Linked DNA regions of Mus musculus: region 2 is linked to region 1. The links are chromatin contacts, called in public Hi-C maps. All regions are on one chromosome and are shown on one strand. Each heading gives the region's core, a stretch centred on a gene start, on an enhancer-like site or on the middle of the called end of the contact. The rest is flanking DNA. Distances are from core to core; before and after follow the strand shown. Region 1 has its middle 48 kb from the start of Gm52719. Region 2 overlaps Gm2164 (predicted gene 2164).

The links. A called contact is a pair of places that touch in the nucleus more often than the background predicts.
Region 2: a contact with region 1 is called in a Hi-C map of cortical neurons, with 2.2 times the contacts expected there. The contact joins two enhancer-like sites. A contact is called at or near these places in 5 of 484 Hi-C or Micro-C datasets (the HL-1 cell line, cerebral cortex, cortical neurons and 2 more), 2 of 115 datasets of contacts at active chromatin or transcription factors (embryonic basal ganglia and embryonic stem cells) and 1 of 9 other capture datasets (embryonic stem cells).

What each region holds. Positions count from the first base shown.
Region 1 is chr4:124,399,500-124,403,569 of GRCm38.p6, reverse strand. No RefSeq gene overlaps it. Among named protein-coding and RNA genes, the nearest start is that of Gm52719, 48 kb to the right of the region's middle. Within about 2 kb of position 2,134, at least 41 of the 459 cell types and tissues checked have an H3K27ac peak or open chromatin away from gene starts, as enhancers often do. A contact at or near this core is called in cerebral cortex, cortical neurons and forebrain, where this site is marked.
Region 2 is chr4:124,592,926-124,596,995 of GRCm38.p6, reverse strand. All of the region lies in intron 1 of Gm2164 (predicted gene 2164), which reads left to right. Among named protein-coding and RNA genes, the nearest start is that of 4933407E24Rik, 26 kb to the right of the region's middle. Within about 2 kb of position 1,910, at least 48 of the 459 cell types and tissues checked have an H3K27ac peak or open chromatin away from gene starts, as enhancers often do. A contact at or near this core is called in cerebral cortex, cortical neurons and forebrain, where this site is marked.

The DNA.
Region 1 (4,070 bases), core at 885-3,384:
CTTTCAGATGATAATGCCCAACTCCTTCTTTTCACAGCATTTTCTCTTAATGGCTGTCAAAACTTGTTGGCACTAATAATTTTGGTCACCAAATTATACTATTTTCCTGGTAAAATAAAAAACACAAGAGAATGATGTGAGCCTCTGGGACCAATATAGGAGACTATGTCCTAGAAGCAGAAATGGCCCTTCCTAAGTTCAACTTGTGAGGCTCTAGAGCCCAGGAGGTGTGCACTTGGAGGGGATACTGAGGAGGGAGAGCAGTGCCCCTGTCAGTCCAAGAACAGTAGGGTTTTGGAGGAGGAGGCCAAGCCCCAAGAATAGGCGTGCACTTCAGAAAGGGCTTTGTAATGGGGCAGGGAATGTTGCTGGACAGTGGCCTCAACTGGCTGCTAGTTACGGCTTTGGGAGAGTCATCCATCCTCTCTGGACTCCACTTCTCTATAAACGAGAGAGTTTGTGGGACCGTAGTGCCAAGCTCTGTGCCTGGACCACATCACAAACTCAAAGGCAGGAGACCCCAGCATGGGGAGATAGGAGTGAACTGTGGGAAATACTGGGAGATTCGGGCATCTCAGGGGGTACTGAAATAACGTTAGCCTGAAAGCCTATTCAGAAATATCTTCTATTGAATTCCCCCTAACATGCATCTACTTGCTTGTATACACGAGCATACCTATACAAAAGGATATACAGACGTGTGAATATAGCTTTTACACTTCCATGTATACAGGAGCACATATGTCCCCAGACTTTCCCTCTACTACTGATGCACACATGTGCACAAAGTGTGTGTATCCCTCCCCAGATGTGAGAATATACAAACACACACTTATACCAGCACAAAAATATGGGCTGCCAGTTCCAGTTCATAGTAGCTGCTTCCCGTCATAAAATAAAACTCTGGATTCATCACAGTGTCGTCCCCAGTCCCTGTTCTCGAGTCCTCCCGCCATATAGCTCAAATTAAATAAGAGGGGGAAGACCTAAGCCCAGAGCAGAGAGCCACACATAGAGATCGCAATCACCACACAATGTTGCTGGTTGCAAGGAATGGATGTTGAGCACTGAATGTTAAAAATTGTGTTGAATTAGATAAGAAAATCCCGTGTAGACTTTGTTAATGATTCATAATCAGCTAATAAGCTCATCTTGAGGAGAATAATGATCCACGGACCTGTTGGCTCGTTTATCACTGTGTTTTACAACATTGGCAAAGAAACTAATTAAATCCCCGCATCATTACAGAGAATCCCTTTTAATAGAGATACAATGATGCACTAGAGGCTACAGATTACACTGCAAATTGTACCAGGAGATTTTGGACAGCGGGTTTTAATTAACATGTGAGCCAGAAGCAGCTCGTTTAAATAATAACCGGGGCTGCAACCATCTGTAAAACCGAGCCAGCCAGTAGGAGGAGGTGGGGAACTGAGGCCCTGGGAGGCAAGGGGAGGGTTGGCTGGGAGCTGGGAAGTATTTCAAAGTTAGGGCTCCGGGGGCCAGGAAAGAAACTGAGGCAGGGATCAAACTATATATGGGGAGGTACAAACTGTAGCCACATCAGCTTTCAGAATCGGAGCAGTTGAAGGACCACATCTCTAGCTAGGGAATCTCAAGGCTGGGTCTTCATCCATTGTGACGGAAGGGTCAGGTGGTCTCCTGAGAAACCACTCCCTTCCCATTTAGCACAACAGCCTTCAGAGAAGCCATGCTATGAATGAGCACCTACTGTCTGGAGCAGGTTCTCTGTCTGATCGGTGGCTGGTTCAGCAAGTTGCTGAAACTTGTCTTAGGGCAGGCTGGGTAGGTGCCCTGACAGGGACCCACTGCTTTAGATTTTACTTTGGAGTAGGAGCACACTTAAGGGGCACAGCCTTGGACTCCAAGGTTCTTCTGAAGGCTGGCTTTCAGAGTGGAACGTCAGACTGTCAGCCAGAAGATATACAGAAAGCCAAGTGCACATGAAGGTAGATGGGCCAGGGACGGAGCAGGAAGCTGCTGGCCATGAGTGGCATTCGCCTCCTTGGAAATGCAGCCAATCCATGTCTCAGAGACAAAGACTCATCTCCATGCAGGACGTTCTCATGGAGGGAGTTCCTAAGGACGCAACATTGTCTGAGTCACACAGCAACTGCTTGGCCTTAGTTTGAGCTACTTGTCATTCATTTGTCTTGGCAGTCCCAAAGCCTGGGTGCTTATATGTTTCCTCTTCAGGACTCTTATTTTCCTTCGTCAGTGTTGGGATGGCCCATGGCTATGATCCAGAATCATTGCCTTCAAAGTAGCCTTTCTGACAGTTGTGGGGGAGATCAAGGCAGAAGGTGGGAAGGAGTTCTCCACGAGTTCATGTTCCTCTCTCAGAGAAAAGAAGCTGAAGGCTCCTTCCACTGTGCCTTGTATATTACTCTTTTATTTTTTTTAAAGATCAGCAGCAAAATGATTCATAAAACCTTGGAAACGGGTTTAGCGTAAAGCCTCAAAGAACAATAGCTCATTGTGCTCTGAGACTCCCACCTGATGTTCTGCCAAAGGCGTGACACAGGCTCCTTCTGAGGGAGCTGCACCCCGACAGTCACTCCCAGCTTGCACTATTCCTGGGCTTCCATGGCAACACCAGGAGCATCGGCTCACGCTTGCTCGGCTAGCCTCACTAGCTGGCACAGAACCCTGGGTCCAGGCCTCAGGACCATCCCCAGCCTGGGATGTTGTTGGTAGGTGGGACGTCACTCCTACCTAACACCATGCACACAGGTGCACCTACCTATACATGCTAAGTCCTTTATCTTTGCACCTCTTGAAGCTGAAGTTCTGCACCATCTGTACTGCCTACTCCTCTTAGCCCCATCTGGCTTGGCAGCCACCTGCCTGATGTCATTTTCTTCTGTCCTTGCATTCCGTCGTGTGGCAGAGGACATAAACAATCAGATTAGAAGTCAGAGGCCACAGAGTTCAATATCCTCTCTTTTGAGAGGATGAAGAGGCGTGTGTACAGAGGGGGGAGGGGCCCATCACTCTACACAGCAGTGTGGCTTGGGACGCAGAATTGGTTTTCTTTCTTCCAGGCATGTATCACTATCCTGCATAAAAGATGGTCTCTTGTCACCTGTTCGGTTGCACTTTGAAGTGGCTCAGTTGTTTCCCATGTGGTCTCTGCTTCCCATCGAGCCTCCTTGAGCAGCTCTCCCAACCCCAACAGGGTTGATGCTGGCACCTGCTTTCTGAGCTGTCAGAACCTCTGGCACTGCCTATGTAGTGAGTCATATTTGAGTGCTTCAGATCTGGGTGGGGGAATTGTTCAAGGTTAGCTGGTCTCCCTCACTCATTCTGATGGGGAGGAAAGGAAGGCCCTGGGAGGTGGAGAGGAGTGGCTGGAGGGATTTGATCAGTGGCCCAGCTCTTAGGAGAACAAAATGTTTGAAATCAGAAATAGCTTTGGTGAAAGAAATAGCTTTCGGTATTAAAAAGTTGGGATAGAGGTAGAACAGGTGTCTTCTGGGTAGACTGTGCCCAAGCCCTATGTGGAGACAGGGGGCGGCCATACTAGCTTTCTTTATTTGGGCACTTACAGATCATCGGTGCCTCTTATTTCTCCTAATGGTGCCCAGGAATGATCTGCATTTCTAATCAGCCCCATCTCCACCTTGCAGCACAAGCAGGAAGCTGATGATATCTTCGTCTGGAGTCAGTGAGATCTGGGTTCAAATCCCAGCTCTACCCCTATTTCAGCCTAGCAAGTCTACTAGGATGGGTGGTGTGTTGGAGATGGCTTGTAAAAACTGCTAATCACATTTTAAGAATTTGGTAAACCAGCCATTAAATAAGGCCATTGCTGAAGATGAACTTACATAAGATTATGATTACATAAACCTTGTTTCTGGTCAGCACTAAAGCAGCACGTGATGTTTCTAATCATTTTACTACTGATGGTATACAGCAGTGGTTCTCAACCTTCCTAGTGCTGAGACCCTCTTAATACAGTTCCTCATGCTGTGGTGACTGCCATAAAAACTATTTTTGTTCCTATTTCATAACTGTAACTTTGGTACTGTTATGAGTTGTAATATAAA
Region 2 (4,070 bases), core at 661-3,160, 190 kb before region 1:
TGGGAACATAGGGGGCCCTGGCAGGAGGAGGGTGGAGGTTGTTCTGGACTCTTGGGAAGCAGAGCAAGAGGAGTGTTATGCACACAGGCAGAACTCACCTTGAGGGAAGGCGCAGGCTGGTGAGAGGCCCACTTAGGAGAAGAGCGGAGGCTGGGGGATTAGATGTTTTAATCTGTGGAAACACTTTCCTAAAAAATTAACCCCATGAATCTTAGTTTCTTGAAGTGTTCCACAGAAAAGGATTCTGGGTCCGTGAAATGTCAAATTCACAGACTGGCCCGTGTGTAAACAGTAAAGGCCCTGAGTAGTCCCTCGGGGAAGAAATTTGTTCAGTGTGGATTTTAGAATTCTCCACACATTTGCAGAAATCTTTGAATTTAACAGTGTATCTTTAGTAGGATGAATGGGCTAGAGAAGGTGACAGGATTTGGGGCTGTTTTGGGGTCAGGGTGGGTACATGGCAAAGAGGCAGACTCTAGGTCTGTTCTCTGAAGGCCTCTGCACCCTACCGCAGATGTTTTCACTGTGGCAGAAGCAGTAAAGGATCCGGGCTCCTGGGAGCCCCAAGCACAGCGGAGACAAATCTCAGCTGAGCGAGCTTAAGTTCTGGGTTTGTGTTAGCACAAGCCTCAGGGGTCCCGTGAGCCCTAGGAGGGGCCTTCCTGGTTTCTCAGAGTGGGTACTCTCCCCTCAGATCCTGCAGCCTCCCCCTCTTGGCTTGTGTGTCTTTATGTGTTCTACCTAAGAGTCCTCAGATGCTCGAACTGAGCAGTCTGTGAAGGTGTGCACGTGTGTATATCCTTACCCAGCCCCGAATCCACAGCCTAAATTCCACACTGTGGGAGCAGCAGCTGGCAACGCCCACTGTCCTACTTGCTTTTCTGTACCCCGAGAAAAGCTCTGAGTACAGAGCTCCGGTTTTCCTGTTCGTTCAGGTGATCACTGTCGGGAGCCAGCTGTGCCAGACAGGCAAGTGGGCAGTGTGTTTGCAATGACACCCAGAGGTGCCACTCAGATGGTGCCCCGCAGAGTGGCATTTTCTCTCCTAGCCTTCTCAAGAGGGAATCTAGGGGTAGGAGACCGACTTTGATCTCAGTGGGTCCACACTGAACTGCCAGGCTGAGATGGACGCTCTTGACCCAGGAGACTTAACCAGCGCCATTCAGAGACTCTGTAGAGGCTCCGATCTGATGCAGGAGTGAGGATGGGATGGATAGAAGTAGCAGTTCCATTGAAATGGTTTGAGGATTGTCATTTGAGTCCTGTCCTGGGCTGGAATCTCACAGTCAGCATGGAAGCACAGCTTCTGGGAACCAGGTCCCTTTCGGGACTGGAGCAGTCAGAGGACAGGGAAACTTCCTGTCTTAAGGATGGGTGTGAGGAAAAAAGATATCTCCCTGGAAATGACTGTGAACCTGGAGAAAGACAAATTCCTGACAGTTGGAATATAACCTTCTACAGAAGGTGGGTGCGCTTTCTCCAAGTGACACTTGTCCTATCTCCTTGCCTTCCAGCCCTCAAAGACTCAAGAGACTCGAGAAGACCCCTTTTGAGGTTTCTTTAAGGCAGTCCATACCCTGATACTGTCAGCTGAGGCAAGCTGGGATGCTGGCCCACCAGGGTCCTTGATGGTAGCCAAAAACAGTCAGGCTGCGGCCTCTCTTGCCGTTAGGTTTCTTGTGGGTGGCTTGTGCCACTTTCAACTTTGCTTCCTGGTTCTTTCCCAGGAGCCAGCTCCATTCCTCAGCCCCGAGTGGCGCTCCTTGGGCCGGAAACAATGTACGTTCTCCACGACTAGGAGTGGAAGTCAGCAGTTTGGCACCGTCTGGCTGGCAGCCTCTACCAGCTTCCTTTGGCACTTTATTGGCAAAGGCGGTGACATTTCTTTCAGTTGGGTGGGTGGAGCTGTTATGCAAACTCCCGCTCTCCTCATTCGCCAGATGAATATTCATGACTCAGGCAATCTGTACCAGCCAGACTTTCCTGAGGGCGGCAGCTTTTCTTCCCTTCCTCTCTTTCTTTCTCCTTCTCTCCTTCCCGGCTCTTTGGAAAGCTGAAGTACGGCTATATTTAATTTACAAATACAGAGCTATTTAGCTTGCCTTTGAGATAAGGCTTTGGAGAGGTGGTGCCCAGGAATGGGGACAGTGGCAGCGGCTCTGGGTCCTGACCCTGTGTCTCCAGGCCCCAGAGCCTACTGCCCGGATCTCAGACCCCAGAAGCCAGTGGATGGTCCTTTGCGTTGAGAATCACAGTGTCCCTATGCTTGAAGATGCAGCAGCTCACATCCCTTTAGGTCACGCTGGCCTCTGAGGTTGACAAGGAAATCACAAGTCGATGATGCTTGGGCCAGGTACTATCAGTCTACCTTAGCTTCTCCCATTTCCATCCCTGCCTGCCCCCCTTTCTGTTCCAGGATTGAGGTCAAAGAGCCGAGGGTATTTACTGGTCATTGGCTTTCTCAGGAAGAGCTGGTCCGGATGCTGATCTGAAGTCTTATTTCTGGGGGACACACCGATTCCCTTTCTATCTACTAGATACAGTGGGACATACCTGTGATGCCAGCAAGTGGGAGGGGGGTAGAGGTAGGAAGAGCAGAAGTTCAAGGTAATCTCAGCCACATAGTGAGTTTAGGATCACCCTGGCTATGTGAGACCTTGAAACGGTTAAAAAAAAAAAAAACTAGAAAGAAAATAACAATAACAAAAAGGGATGTTCCCTAGTCTCTTTGTCTCTTCCCCCAAAGAGGCACCAGATGCCCTGGCAGAGAGGGGTCAGAATCTCCAGAAATTTCCAAGAAATTTGGTCCTAGCAAGGATGTGCTCGCATGAGTATGTCTTGTGTGTAAATATTTATGCACAGCTTAAGTGAGTCTGTATGCCTACATCTATGTTCAAGTGTTTGCGTGTGTGTCTGTATGTGTAAGGGCGTGAATGTGTGTGTTGAGGAAAGCCTGGGAATGTTTGCATGTGCGAATGTGCCTCTCCAGTTGAGTTGCGTGTGTACCTCTATGATTCTGGAGGAGTTGAGTGTTTCAGTACGGGGGTGGGGTGGGGTGGGGGAGAAGGCTGAGGCACGTGCCTGTGTGTGCGTGCGTGCATGTGTGTGTGTGTGTGTGCAAGTAGATCGACTGTAGGTGTCAAAGTAAGAGCCCAGGAGAGAGGCAGAGGGTGTCAGAGTAAGAGTTCAAGAGGGAGAAGGGGGGTGAGAAGCCATCGGGGTATGCTTTCTGACCTCCACCTCTCCTGAACATTTTCCTCTCTGGGGATGGAGAGGAGGGAGGGGGGCCCACCAAGGAGGGGGGCCCCACCCCCTGTAAGCGATACAGGTTCTATCCAAGGATGCGAACAGAAGGTTTTTAGCACAGAACGTCCTGAAATCACTTTATATTCCCCCTCCTTCTCCCATCTAATCAAAATAGCAGTATTGGGCTCCCCCATCCCCACTGCTGCCCAGCACTCAATTTAGCTCCAGGGTAGGGAGGGAGTGGAGAAAGGCTGTCCTGTCTGACCCCCCAACCCCCTCTTAGAGCACCTTTCAGCCTGTAGCCAAGGAGCTGTCTTCCAGATCTCCCCTTCCCAAGCCTTAGTGGCAAGAGCCAGCTGCCTCCCAGGCCTGCCAGCAACTGCCAGGCTCTTCCAGAACCCACATCTAGGCCCAGTCTCATTTACAAATATGCAAATTTGCCTCTTTCTGGTATGCAAATGGAGACATGACAAATAACTAATTAGGGTCAAAAGAAGTACTTGAACCAATTAGTGGAAGGCTCTGTCCCTTTCTGTTGGGAGGAGCTTGCTCTCTTCACCACCTGACTCCCAGACACTCAGGATGGTGCTACCTGAGTGATGGTCATGGTAGGGCCTTGTCTTCAGGAAGCCTTGTTTTGCTCTTGGCTCTCAGACTCCACATAGTTTCTTCCTCTGTGAGTGGAGTGATAGCAGTGACTGTCTTGTCCCTCTCCCTTCGCTCCGAGTCATGGGACTGGGGAGGACTTGGATGGAAACAGGATTGAAGATGGCATTACGGTTTCTCTGACGGTGGCACCTTTGACCATGCTTGTCAATTGTGAC